Regions from separate parts of the Mus musculus genome. Here region 2 is linked to region 1. Evidence: chromatin contacts called from public ChIA-PET data. All regions are on one chromosome and are shown on one strand. The core of a region is the stretch at or near the end of the contact, and the rest is flanking DNA. Distances in the headings are between cores, read along the strand shown.

Region 1 (6,903 bases), core at 1,673-4,172:
TTGACGAAAGCTAAAGTCATTTGAGAGGAGGGAGCCTCAACTGAGAAAATGCCTTGATAAGAGCCGGCTGTAGGTAAGCCCATGGGACCTTTTCTTAATTGGTGATTGATGTGGTGGGCCCAGCCCATTGTGGGTGGTGCCATCACTGGTGGTCCTGGGCACTGTTAGAAAGCAGGAGGAGCAAGCCAGTAAGCAGTTCCTGCCCTGTTTGACTTACTGCCCTGCTTCCTCCAATGATGGACTAGGATGGAAATGGAGTAATAAGAATGGTCTGGTGTGATGGCTCAGCAGTCAAAGGCAGGCACAGAAGCCTGCTGACCTGAGTTCTATCTTTACAGAAAGGTAAATGGAGAGAAATGACTGTTGACCTCCACACATGGACTGTGACATGTGACCCCCACCCTAATAATAATAATGGTTAGTGAATTATTTTAAAACTTATTATTAGGACATAGGAATTATGAGAAGTTAAACTCTAGGAATGTTTTTGAACTATTTCCATATTCTAGATAGGTGTAAAATAATTTGTAAAGTTTTAAGCATGGCAGCATAGTATCTAACATGAAGAAGCAAGCATCTTTGATAAGGATGGCACTGAGCCTAATTCTAATGACATGGACCACTCAGGCTAGCTCCTCCACACTGAGTTTTGACACTGTCTAGTACATATCTGTGACTTGTTAATAGACCCGTTTCTCAGACTTTCTCCTTCCTCTTCCCACTTAGCCTTCAAGTCCCTCACAAAGACTAATGTGTTAGAAGTCTATGCTAAATTGTAATGTATATATGTATGTCTGCATGCCTAGCACGGAGATGATCTACAGCTCTCGTATAGCTCCCTTAGTCTTCAGAGAGTGCTGACATTGGTGCAACTTCAGCTGGGTATAAAGACTCAGAACATCCTTAGAGTCACAGGGTCTTAGAGTCACAGGGTCCTCTTTATTTTCTAGCAGTCACTTGCTGCTGATGGACTGCTAACACTTAGATGCATTCTTCCTATATGAACATGTCACGTGCTAAATATTCTCTTGTATTTTCTTTGGTCTGTAAAACTCATCCAAGTTTTATGTAGATATTAGTTCATTCTGTTTTTCTCTTTGTTTTTAAAATTAATCATCAATTTAAAATTTTTTTCAATTTTTATCACAATGTACACAGTTATAAGTATGATACATAAGTCAGCATGTGTCGTTTGTTTTTCTTTATTCTATTCAAGCAGTTTATGTAAGCCTGGTTTTCACCTACTATGACTCTCCAGCTAACAAGGGACAGTCAACAAGTCAGTCTTCCTTTGGCTGTAACCTTGGGATTAACTGAAGGGAAGACAGAGGGGGCAGCTCCGAGCTCAGACACCTGATGTATTCAGTTAACTTTCAGGGGAATGGAAGGATCTGAACCTTTAGAGATCTGCCGTCTGAAGGGGATATAGAAGTCACTTCCTTGGTAAAGCGATGTAAGATTATGCTGCATAATCATAGAGAATACCTATTATTTTGAGGAAGACATCTGAATATAACACTGTATCCAGTTAAAGATATATTTGTTTCCGAATGTCTGGTGTTTATTGGTCTTGTAGGTGTTTTGAAACAAGCATGGTACTGCAGATTTGTCTTGCGTTGATTTATGTTGCATCAGTCTGGAAAGAACTAGCTGCTATAACAAATACCCAATAAAGTCAGTGTTTGACACCACCATGCATTTGCATGTGATGACATCATCAGAGGTGGAGCCTCAATGGATTTTCCACAGAATTTCACTGGTAGTTTGCTCTATAATAATTACTGACTACTTGGACAACTGAATTACCATAAGGAATGAGCAAGGTGTAGCTGTTTTTTAATACTATATTTCCATTTTATAACAAACCACATCTTAAGTTTTTATGCTCATTCATCGTTTATATGATGGTAAATTAAAATAAATCATGTTTTGAATAATTTTCTTGCACACTTCAAGATGTCTTTTTGGATATTGTCTAAGCCTGCTAACTTGTAGCTCCAGAACCTTGTTGCCTCATTAATAAAGCACCGAATAACTTAAAGTGAAATGACTCATTGTATAGCAAAGAATCGCTGTTAGATCTTCTGAGCTGTACGTTTTTTCTATAGTCATGTATGTAACTGTAGATTTCGGTGAGGATGCCCTCTGAACACTAGAGGACATATTTGTGAGCTGAAAGTCCACATTTAAATCTCAGGATTGGACAGTCTTGCTCAAAAGATACAAGCTCAGCAGTTTCAAGGCTGGATGACAGCGAGTCTGGAAATTAATAACCTTCTGTACTCTACTCTGACCTGCGTCTGCCATCTACTCTGTGCCTGGCTGCTGTGGTCCCATGGCACCTCACCTGAGGGAGAAGCACCCACTCATTAGCCAGTCTCTCTGCTCTGGGCATCTACAGAGGTAAATGTCAAGAATTTTAGTATAGGAATGACAGCAGCACCCATTATACCCTATACCCTTGTTCTTGTTCACTCAAAAGCGCTTAAAGAAAACCAGTTTTCCCCATACGCAGAAGGGTTAAAAGGGCTGCTGTACTCTTGCACATCCCCTCGCCACACAAGCAAAGAGTGGGGTAAACAGTTACGGAAACGGAGCCAAATGTACACGTTGTTTTTCCTATCTGGCTTTTTCTGACTAGCCTGGTGCTTTTAATATTGCTGCACTTCATCTTCATGGATAGTGTGCACAAAGCCTTAATTTCCAGCACAGAAGGATAATGGCTCAGTGATCATTGGCTTTCTCTAAAACACAACCGAACATAAGCCAGGAGGCTGAGAAAGGGAGCTGTTCTTTAAAATGGCCTTGAAATGGTGTATGCAGTCAGGTGGCTGTGACGCTTGTTCACCACAGTGTGGGGTCTTTTTCCACGGCACACCTCAGGGACTTAAAGTGTACCTCACCCGGTTGGCCGGGGAATTGTAGGCAGCTGTATACTCACTCACACAGTGTTGGAGACAGCCGCAGCAGCACCGTGTCAGTAACAGAGGATGTTCCCTCCTGCCCACTTCTTAGCTACAGAAACCCACTGGCCTGTGGTGTTTTGTTGTTTCAGCTACAAGGGTGAGATCTCCTTTAGCCTGCTAGGCAAGGGAGGTTTTAGAATAGAGGTAAAAACTTATCAAACAGCTGTTTGTTTTAAAATAGGACATTGATCTTTAACAGTGGTGTCTGTACTGATCTTAGGTTAATCTTATTATGTTATCTTTTAAAAAGTCATCATAACTAACATCATAGTTTGTGTGTGTGTGTGTGTGTGTGTGTGTGTGTACAGAATAGCTGCAGGTGTGAACAATCACTCCCTGGCCCCTAGCTTGTTTTATTTAATTTTTTTTTCTGTGATCAAGCAGAGAACCATTTTAAACAACTGAAATGGAGGACATAAGGAAGTAACAAAGAACAGTCTGAGAGTTAGTGCTGTGCTAAGTGGGGGACCCTTCTCCAACTTCGTGTGATGGCATGCTGTATAGAAAAGGCTCTTTCAGCAAGTGTTTAGGAAAATATGTTCCAAAAGATCTGCATAACATTAGTGTAACCAAGTGTTCCTCTCTGTGGCTTCCTGTTTTGGAATTAAATGCCTTCAGGGTACTCAGAATAACTCTGTTTAGAAACACAAGAAGAGTTTAACCCCTTATGTTCCTGATCAGACTTTTAAAACATAAACATGAATTAGAAAGCAAAAGGACCTTATTCTGTTCTATAGCTCAAAAAATTCACTCTAAAATAAGAAGAGTTTTTACATAAAGTTGGTGGTTTAGTTAAAAAGCAAAAACATAAACAAAAATTATCATTAGAACAGTGAGGTCAGTTTTCTTTCTTTATAAACAGTTTTTAAAGACAATCCTTTTCCTATAAGTGGGTAATTTCCGCATGAGTTCACGGTGAGTTCCTAGCCTGGCTGTTCCCAGAAAGTGCAGGGTACAAGGAAGCTCAACCTGGGTGTCTTTCTTTGTGCTGTTTGAGTTCCCTGTTCTTGAATTGCTGCTGCAAGCCAGCAGAGGGAGCACCCAACAGTATTAGAGCTTAATAAAGCATCACATTTTCCTCCTTCCCCGTCATTAAAAACGATGTCTACAACCAATCATCCATTGATTATATATTTTCACTGTGTCGATTCAAGTGTAAATATGTTGCTTTTTAAAAGGGAGACGTAAAGGGACCTTATTTATGCAGTTCGCTTCTGTAAACCTTCATTAAATATGGAACTTTAAGACTGATAATAAATATAATGCAGAGGAAAAGGTGGGCACTGCACAACCTCTGTACGCCAAAATATTTTTAATTTAGTTACAGAGAAAGAAAGGCAAAGGTCCTTTGCAAGAAAGAATGGTAAAAGTAAAATACAGTCCAATTCAAACATCAGCACCATTACAGAGAAGGTACATTCTAAGTGAATGTTGAAAGGAAGGTTTCTCAAACTGGAGATTCTAGTTGGGACGCAACAGCATAAATGGAGGGTGTCTTTAGAGGCAAACAGCTGTAGGTTTAGAGGCCACAGAACTTGTGTGGTAGAGGAGGCGCCCTGGGGCTTCAGATGGTCAGAAAGGGAAGGTAAAGATGAGAATGACTGGAAACTGTGATAGGAGTTGCTTTTATTCTGGGAGGACTTTCTCCCCCTCAGCAGCCATCAGGTACCAGTAGCTCCTCGGGTATGCATGGAACTTTTCTTTCTCCCTTCCATGCTGGGATTTTATCAAATAATGCCTTTGGGGGAATGAAAGGGTAGTATAGAACTGAGAGAATGAAAATTGTTCATTTCCATCACTGGGTAGGATCAGACGTGATGACATCTTGGTTAATAATAATAATAATAATAAGCCTTTTGTGTATTTCTATCCCTAGGTAAGGTGGGCTGTGATAACTTCTTTGATATTAATAATGCATTTTGTTTGTGTTTACATTTATAATATTTATGTATATAGTGAGACACTTATGTACAAGGTATAAATAACATTAATCATTGTACATATGTATATATCACATATGTACAACTGTATCTGTCTCATACATTTAGCATTATCACATGATTTAAAGATTGATATTCAAATTGTTATATAATATGTAATATACCATACAGCAAATTCAGAGCAGAACTGGAACTCGGCTCCTAAGGCTTTGAGTTGAAGCTGATAATTTCTCATTGTGCTTTCTGATTTTGTATCATATTGCATCAGTGTATGTGGGAAGGATGGGGTATGCATTGTAGACATTATGGAAATATGAAAGTATGTGAGCACAAGGCAGAGGGAAGGGATGAAGGCAACTGCCAGGTTTGTAGACTATGTGATTAGGAAGCAGAATGATGTCATTGCCCCCACAGGAAATCCTGTAGGTCAGGTTGTCAAGTCAGTGACAAGCCAGGAGACAGAAGATGACTCTATTTTGGCCTGTCACATTTGAGATGTTGGAGGGCATCGTCTCTAGATGTCTAGCACATACTTCATAGTTTATGTTTGGAGCGCCAAAGAGAAGTCAGGGCTAGAGCTTCTGGATGGCTGAGATAATTCAGGGAACAAGTGTAGACTGGTAATTGAAGTGAGAAATAGACTTTGGGGGATGTCTGTATGTAGGAGCTAAGGAAAGGAAGCAGGGAGATGCTGCACAGAGAATGAGGAGTGAGAGCAGCCAGATGTCCCACTCACCATTCAACAGCTATGTGCATCACTGCTGTGTGCAGGTCTCTGAAGCCTCTGCCCAGAGTGTAAAAGAAGGTGACTCAGCACACCCAGGTGTTTGTGATGTTTGTGGGGACCACCAAGGGGAAACCCCTGAGCTTGTTTACCTTAGAGCTCAGACTTCTTAGTCACAGAACTCTAGTTCCATGCTGAAGTGCAAAGCCGACTTCCAGTTCACTCTTCCGTGAGAGGTCAGAGAACACAGAGAAAGAACACCTGCCCACTGGCTGGAAGCCGGGTGAATTCCCAGAGATGCATACAGCACCCTGGAACTTTGCCCATTTGTCTTTATTTATTCTACTTTGAATTTCTCTATGGGATAAAACGCTGTTATTTTGTATAATGGTATAAAGTCACTGGAAATTTCAAAGAAGAAATTGGGATGCCACCCTTGAATATAAACCACAGAATAACAATAAATACAAATTTTCTTCTCTTGAAATTTGGGAAGTGGAAATTCAGTCTGTGGAACCTTGTTTTCCTGCTGCTGCCATTTCATAGCTGATAGGAAAGGTATCAATGGACAAAGGATTGGCTTTGCCTTACAGTTCAAGAGGGATTCCTGTTGTAGCTGTGAGGGGAAGACAGGGCCTCAGGAAGCTAAGGCTGAGGTCACACTGCTTCTGCCTCAGGCAGCACAGGGTAGCAGGAAGTGGGGCTTAGGTACAGAACTTCAGGGTGCACCCCAATCTGGGGAGCAAGTGTTCCAGCATGAGCCTATGGGGGACACCTCATGGTTAAACCATAGTTTTACCTCCTACCTGTCTTTCCTTTCTATCCATCTTGTTATACTGTGCCCATTGTTTTAAATAGAATTCAACGTTACTAAAAAAACAAAAACAAAAAACCCAGTGTTATTTAAAAGAAATCTGGAATTTTCAAATACATGTTTCTTGGTAGAAAAAAAGTACGGTGTGTAAAAGATATTGTTATCATATATATATATATATGTGTGTGTGTGTGTGTGTGTGAGTATATATATACAAGCTATATGATACTGGGTTTATTGTGATTTTTAAAAAAACATGTATATAATGTTTTTCAGTCATCTTCCCCACCTCCCCTTTGCCCTCTCATTTCCTACTCATCTCTGCTAATGTCCTTTCTCTTCCCCTATTTGTGACAGATCTTTCATTTAAAGTTGTGGAGAGAGAGAGAGGCTGGTGAGATGGTTCTGTGTAGCTGCTGTCTTAGCTAGGGTTTGCAGTGCTGTGATAGAGCGCCATGG
Region 2 (6,545 bases), core at 2,685-5,184, 610 kb before region 1:
TAATTTTACTTGAAACAAAATACTAAAACCTTATTCCTTAAAGGCTATCTATTTGGTAATATTTGGAGGCAAGGTTGTTATCTGACCACAGAGAACCAGCCATTCAACCATCAAATCCTCTGCCTATAAATCTTTTGCCTCCACTGATCCCTGAATTGTATTTAGGGTATAATGCCCGATTTACTTCTGGGCACAGATGTTCACATTACAGCCTGACTTCTCATTCAGGAAACATTGTTCTGTCTTCATACAAACAATTTCCTTTACTTTTCCAGTTAAGTGTTGAAGTAAAGGATAGAAATAAGAGGGTAGAAACTGTAAATCAAAAGATGTATTTTATAAATTAAATATGAAGACGTGCCAAATTAAGGGGCATTAATATACATCTTTATGGTGACTTTTCCATTACACAAACAGCTCAAGTACTTTTACAAAAACATTAAGTGATAAATTCACTTGAGAATAAATGTAACAATGTGCATGTGCACACACATATATACACACACAGGTGCCAAGTTTACAAATGTGTCAGGTATCTGGTGGCCATTACTGAATTAAGGATAGTAATTACCAAGTCACCCCAGGTTTCAATTATATTTATACATAAATTGTGCATTTATAAAAACCTTACAAATAACTCCATTTTCCAGGAAGACATAGTAACAATTTAACACATGTGGTAAGAAAACATTTTAAATCCTTAAAATCACAATTAGATAAACAATTCAATATGGCTACCATGGATAAAGAATTCTATGTATAAATATTTCTCCATCTTTACATCTGAAACAATAACATGTCCTTCCAATCATTTGCCTAACATATAGTTTATATATTGTTAATTGTCTTAATGCAAAGAAAGTAAATATTTTTGAAGTTTGATCTAAATCCACACACAAACGTCAGTCAGCACTTTATGTCAAGAGAAATCTCTGTAAGTTTTGCAAAAAATTTAGATCTTTACTCAAATCATGCAAGATGGACAGGTTATTTGAAGTGCTGTTTTCAAATAAATGGCTAATTACATTTAACCAACAATGTTACAAAGACACACAGGAACTTAGCTTACAGCATACTATGTAGACTGTAGTCTCCTGTAAGGGACCCAAGCCTCACCCTCAGGTGATACACTGGGACCAATTGTCACAAAAGAAAAGTGAAATGTAATAACTGGGAACAAGTATTTATATTGTTTTTCAAGGAATAGTAACACTTACCTTTGCCAAAGCAACAGCCCATCTTGCTTTAGAAATGAAACACTAAGTGTTTGAGAAGCAGATCGTAAGATTCCAGTGACTGGGACAGTCAAAGTGAAGCAAACGTTTATCCTAATCAGACCCAGTAAATGCATACATTGAAAACACTCAGTCCCACATTAAATGCTGTAACATTTACATATTTCATTTTAGTGCTGTATTCCATTTTAAAAATGTATACAGCAAAAACTATTCACATTTCAATTTAAACTCCATACAGAATTGATTCTTTTACTCAAGAAACAAATTCTGTAAGTTACCACGGGAAACTCCACAGAGGAAACTCCTCTGAGACTCAGTCAGTTGGATATCTTTCTTCATAATAAAGTCTACAGAAGTCATTGAAAGTCTCAGATGTGTGTTTATCATTAGGTCATCCAAACTGAATTACCGTTCATGGGTAAAGTTAACACTTTAGGGGATATCAATCCAACCTCTTATAAACAAATGTGTACAATAGGAATCTATAATTACTGCATGATTTCTGACAAGCTCAGTATGAAGGCCAATGCTGAGAAGCTAAATCTGGGCCTGGGAAAACTACTCCTGCTTATATATTGTTCAATATATAGAATAGTGGTGTTCTCCTCTCTTGCTATTCCAAATAACTTGTATCAGATATCTCACCAATGAAATAAAATGTCAAAAGAAAAAAAATGTTTACTATTTATCAACAGTGCTATATAAAATAACATGATCTTAGTAGAAGTGGGGTTTAGAAGCAAAATTTATGCTGTCATCTCCCAACATATACACACAGATATACACACATGTAGTATGCAGAATTGAGGTGGTTTTAACACTCTTGCTTTTCCTGTATTTCTCAAGGCATATTTCTCAGATGAGGGGAGATTGTTACAAATGTTTAAAATCAGAAACATTGTTTTAAGCTAGCATGGGGTTTTGCTTCTCATATCAGAGAAATTTAAGAAGGAAAAACTACAAAAGACTAGTTGGCATTTGGTAAAACATGTGATAATGGTCTCATCACACCAATCTTCCCTCCATATACCAAGTATTCATGGGCTTCTTGCCTCAGTTAATGTCTCAAGGAGAGGAGAGCTACAGCCCACAAAACACAACAGGAAACAGCATCAAGAGGACATTCAGATGTTGCATAGCTGTGACCTCTCATACTGCTTATGATGAACAGTAATAATCAAGGGATGAAAACTGAAATTTCTTTCCTCAGGAAAACTACCACCAGTACTACACACTGTGCAGAGGCAAACGCTGCAAAGCCGAGAGGGAAAAGATGCTCAACCCTTGCATCTCATCTCCTGGGATGGAAGGCAGGCATGGAGAAACCGGGCCACAAGCTAACCGGGGTATGGAGTACTGAGAACTGTGCAGAGTCCCTGCTGAGGACACAGCCCCAGATCAATGTGGGGAACGATGTAGGCGGCTGTGGGGCTTCACATGCCAAGATGAATTCACTTCCAAGCTGAAGAATGTTTACCTGAATGGTCCTTTCAAATGCAATGGAGTTCAGACGCCTGACAGAATCATGAAAAGAGAAATGGAACAGATTTTCTCTATTTAATTTCTGGAGGGACAGGTGTGTCTGAGCACTTTCTTTGGCTGAAGGGGAACAGAATTTTTCTCTATTTAGTTTCTGAAGGGACAGGTGTGTCTGAGCACTTTCCTTGCCTGAAGGGAGCGGAATTGATTTGTTAGTCTTTCAGAAATCAAGAAATCTTAACCTCAGACTTTTAGCTGTAAAATTCCTGTTCACTGGTAATTGAACCCAAACTGGAATGTTTTTTTTAAAAAGCGATAATTTGTCCATCAAATTATCAAAGCCTTTTTTTTTTTTTTTACACTGGGCATCTTCACAGTAAGAAAGTCAGGTGGTTAAGAACCATTCAGGACTTAAGACTGACACGAACTTTCAAACGTCGGTGCGTTAGGGAGGGCAGGGAGGGGTGACCGGATGCATGCTCACACCTGCTGCCCATTGTCACATTTTATGGGTGCATTCTATGCCCAAAATATGTGAGTACTGCTGATTTCATTATTATGGGCTGAAGTATGCAGAAAGCTAACCTCTGGCAAGCAGCATATACATCAAGAGGACATGAATGGGCCAACAGCCGTAGAATGCATGACAATGTTGGATTTCTTACCAGAAAAACAATAAATGTTAAATAATTAAGATCTACATAAAATCAATATAGTTATAATGCTTACCCTCCGGGTAACAAAAGTTATCTGGCTATAAAAATTAAGCATTCTTTTATTTTCCTGTTTGAGAACGTAGTTTTGTCTTAAAAATAATTTTTCAGTTTTTCAAGAATTTAAACATTGGAAACAGGTATTTTTTTAAACGGAGTTCCAAGAAAGAAAGGAAATGAAAACAAAAACAAAACCATTTTACTTTTTTAAAAAACAAAACAGGTTAGAAGCACACATGATGCTACTCTATCAACCACTGTTAAAATGCCATTTGTGTCATTTATATTCTAAGATTCCCAAGTAAAATTAGGCTCATGACTTCTGCGAGTGGTAGGAATCATTTGCTTCCCTTCTCAGAAGATGAATGACAGAGACGAAGGCCAGGCGAGATGGAGAGCAGATGAGGAAAGGAAGCGCTGGGAGACCGAGCCCACTGAACACAGTTCAACTCTGTACAGTCAGAGAGAAGGAAGTGGCCACTAGTGACTGGGGGGAAATGGACTTCCTGTGTGAACTGCCTGTGACAGGTTCCTGTAGCTGGCTAGTACAAGGCTGCTCTCTGGTACAGTTGTAGGCTGACGCTGTACTTTATAAAGTATGACTCATATACTGTCCTCTAGATCTGCAGTGTAAAGCTACTTCATCTTTTTTATCCTCTATGCTCCCAGCATCCCTGGAATGCCCAGCTAACATTTTCCATTTTCAGAAAGGATGAATCAATGTGGATCTGAGAGAAATCAATTGTCCAGAACCAACAGCAGGCAAACAGTGTCAACGTTTTCAGTTATGTTACAGTCCCACAGGAAAGGGAGAATCCTCGCCCCTAAGCCCGGGCAATACCCTCTAGCAGGGTAGAGATCAGTGGTTGTTTGTATCTCAGTTAGAACAGCAAGGGTTGCAGAGCTGTCTTTTCAATTATAAAATAAACTCTCTATGCTTTTCCTATTAGGATTTGGTGTTTGGATATAGGATTAAACGGAATCCCAAAGATCTGGGAAGTGTCATGCAAGCAGGGTGCTTTCATAAGGGAGATAATTAAAACTGTTTCTTTACTCCCTTCTGAACTGTCAGACACAAAATGGAGATCTAGCCAGCTGCAGTGAACATAAGCTACACAGATAATCTGCCTCCCAGTGCAAGCCCTCTGACCCAGGACAGAGCAGACAGGGCATGGAACTGCCACCTGAGAGCAGGGACAACAGAACAGACAGGTACCCATCAGTTCTGCTCCAGCAAGCAAGCTACTGGGTGGGTGAAACCAGAAACGCTGCAGAATCCTCTAGTTTCCTCATTCTCTGCTCTCTGGGCTGAAAACCTGAATCATGTCAGTGTGTCTGTCTGTTTTCAAGTGTCTGTAGAAATGATCATAGGAAATCTGAATAAACATACAACACCATTTCTCGCTGTGTCTTATTAGACATTTACTTCTAGTTCCCTGGGAGACGCTGTAAGTTCAAACAAGTGGTTTTGTTATCACTTTTGGATTTTATCGTGTTTAAGAGAGAATGTGTGCTAAAAGTATGATAACCCATGTCACTTTATTGCTACAGTTTAAGTCATTTGAGTTAGCTAATGAGTTCTGCATCATCTAAGACACACAAATCAAGAAAGAACTCAATTTAAAGCAGTTATTGCAGAAGTGTACTGTATGAAGCCCTGGCTGAGCTACTGTTGAGGGGTTTCCTTATATACAAAGCACCACACTACTTTGCACAGAAGGTAACTGGGTGCCTGGTTGGACATGAGGATGAAGTCACTGTCTCTACTTGGTACAACCTGGGGCTCACGGGCAACTTGCTTCAGACACAGTGAATGAAAGCTCTCAAATAAGCAATTTTATTCCTATCCATGATTGCAGACATTTACAAAACCATAACATCTGAGTTCACCTTAAAAAATAACTTATATAAAGCAGTGATGTACACAGCACAAAATAGTTGGGGAAGGGCAGGAGCAACCTTTAATAATTAAAGTGTAAACGTGAAAAAAAGGATGGCATAAAAGTCCTACTTACTTCTACTTAAGATGTCATGTGATACTATCTTACAATGTCCTGTGGGTCAATGCACGTATGCGTATATGTGCATACAGATCTGCATATACGATGCATTCTCTTCCCACACATACACACAGATAATCATCGCAGTTCAGTTGGGGGCAATGCTAATGTGCCGCTCCGTACAGTTGCTTGAATCACATTTGGACCCGCTTTCTTCTCAAAATAGGGGAGAGAGCAGGAACTAAAAGGTGGTCTGGTTGTCTGAGATTCCTTTGTCTAACTGTACACGACGAGTAGTTTTCTTCTGTAGTAGTTCTGTGATGGGCTGACTCACGATGGTTTTCATGAGAGACGCGGCAACGGATCACACGCTCATGGTCATGCTGGGGGAGTACTACAGGGACAGAGAGTCCAGTGTTAGCAGGGACGTCAGCAGGGTTCTCCTGACACAGAGGCAAGGGATGGATGCTAGGCTCTATGAGCAATTAAGCACACACCTTTAACTTCAGGAAAATAAGGAACTGTAACAAGCCAGCTTATATGGCTTTACTTAGTTTAAAATTTGAAATTATTTCCTCTACAAAGCCTGATTCTTTCCCAGGACCTAGATAATTATGCAGTCCTCAGACTCTCCTTCCAAGCCAGATGAAAGTTTTGAGGACAGTTGAAACAATCTGGACAACTTTAGTTCAAGGGTGGCTTACAGTGAAGAGTGTGAGGCCTAGCTTTTGCTATATACAGCCCAGTGAGTGGGGGACTTCCCTGAACTCTCCTTCAGTTTTCTCCCCTATAACAGCCTTTCTGACAATATCAAGCACTTTGGGGAGTATTCAATATAAAATCCTTCAACTGTATACTTGATTCGACACACAGAAAGTGCTCAGTGAACAGTTATGTAAGGAGTCATGAGCAACTGTCAGCTCTGCTGACCAGATGCTCCAATGTGTTAACACAGAAGCCTCATACACACACAGACATGCACTCACATGCACATGCGGGAACACACACATACACACACACAGATACATGAATGCACACACACAGACACACACTCACACACACAGAGATAAATGCACACACACACACACACACACACACACACACACACACACACA

What was found. ChIA-PET counts read pairs in DNA pulled down with a chosen protein or histone mark.
Region 2: an RNA polymerase II ChIA-PET map of memory CD8 T cells shows a contact between it and region 1, with 50 read pairs. The contact joins two enhancer-like sites. A contact is called at or near these places in 1 of 15 datasets of contacts at CTCF or cohesin (large pre-B cells), 5 of 484 Hi-C or Micro-C datasets (the N1E-115 cell line, cerebral cortex, cortical neurons and 1 more) and 7 of 115 datasets of contacts at active chromatin or transcription factors (DN3 thymocytes, T-cell acute lymphoblastic leukemia, astrocytes and 4 more).

What each region holds. Positions count from the first base shown.
Region 1 is chr13:91,090,425-91,097,327 of GRCm38.p6, reverse strand. The region is part of intron 3 of Atg10 (autophagy related 10); the gene reads left to right. Among named protein-coding and RNA genes, the nearest start is that of Atg10, 130 kb to the left of the region's middle. Within about 2 kb of position 2,922, at least 129 of the 459 cell types and tissues checked have an H3K27ac peak or open chromatin away from gene starts, as enhancers often do. A contact at or near this core is called in double positive thymocytes, effector CD8 T cells and memory CD8 T cells, where this site is marked.
Region 2 is chr13:91,699,945-91,706,489 of GRCm38.p6, reverse strand. Ssbp2 (single-stranded DNA binding protein 2) reads right to left here. Exons shown (of 17, transcript NM_024272.4): 17 at 315-5,824. The coding sequence ends at 5,795. It overlaps 4833422C13Rik (RIKEN cDNA 4833422C13 gene), which reads left to right. Exons shown (of 2, transcript NR_015501.1): 2 at 2,449-4,825. Among named protein-coding and RNA genes, the nearest start is that of Gm22778, 20 kb to the left of the region's middle. Within about 2 kb of position 3,934, at least 102 of the 459 cell types and tissues checked have an H3K27ac peak or open chromatin away from gene starts, as enhancers often do. A contact at or near this core is called in double positive thymocytes, effector CD8 T cells and memory CD8 T cells, where this site is marked.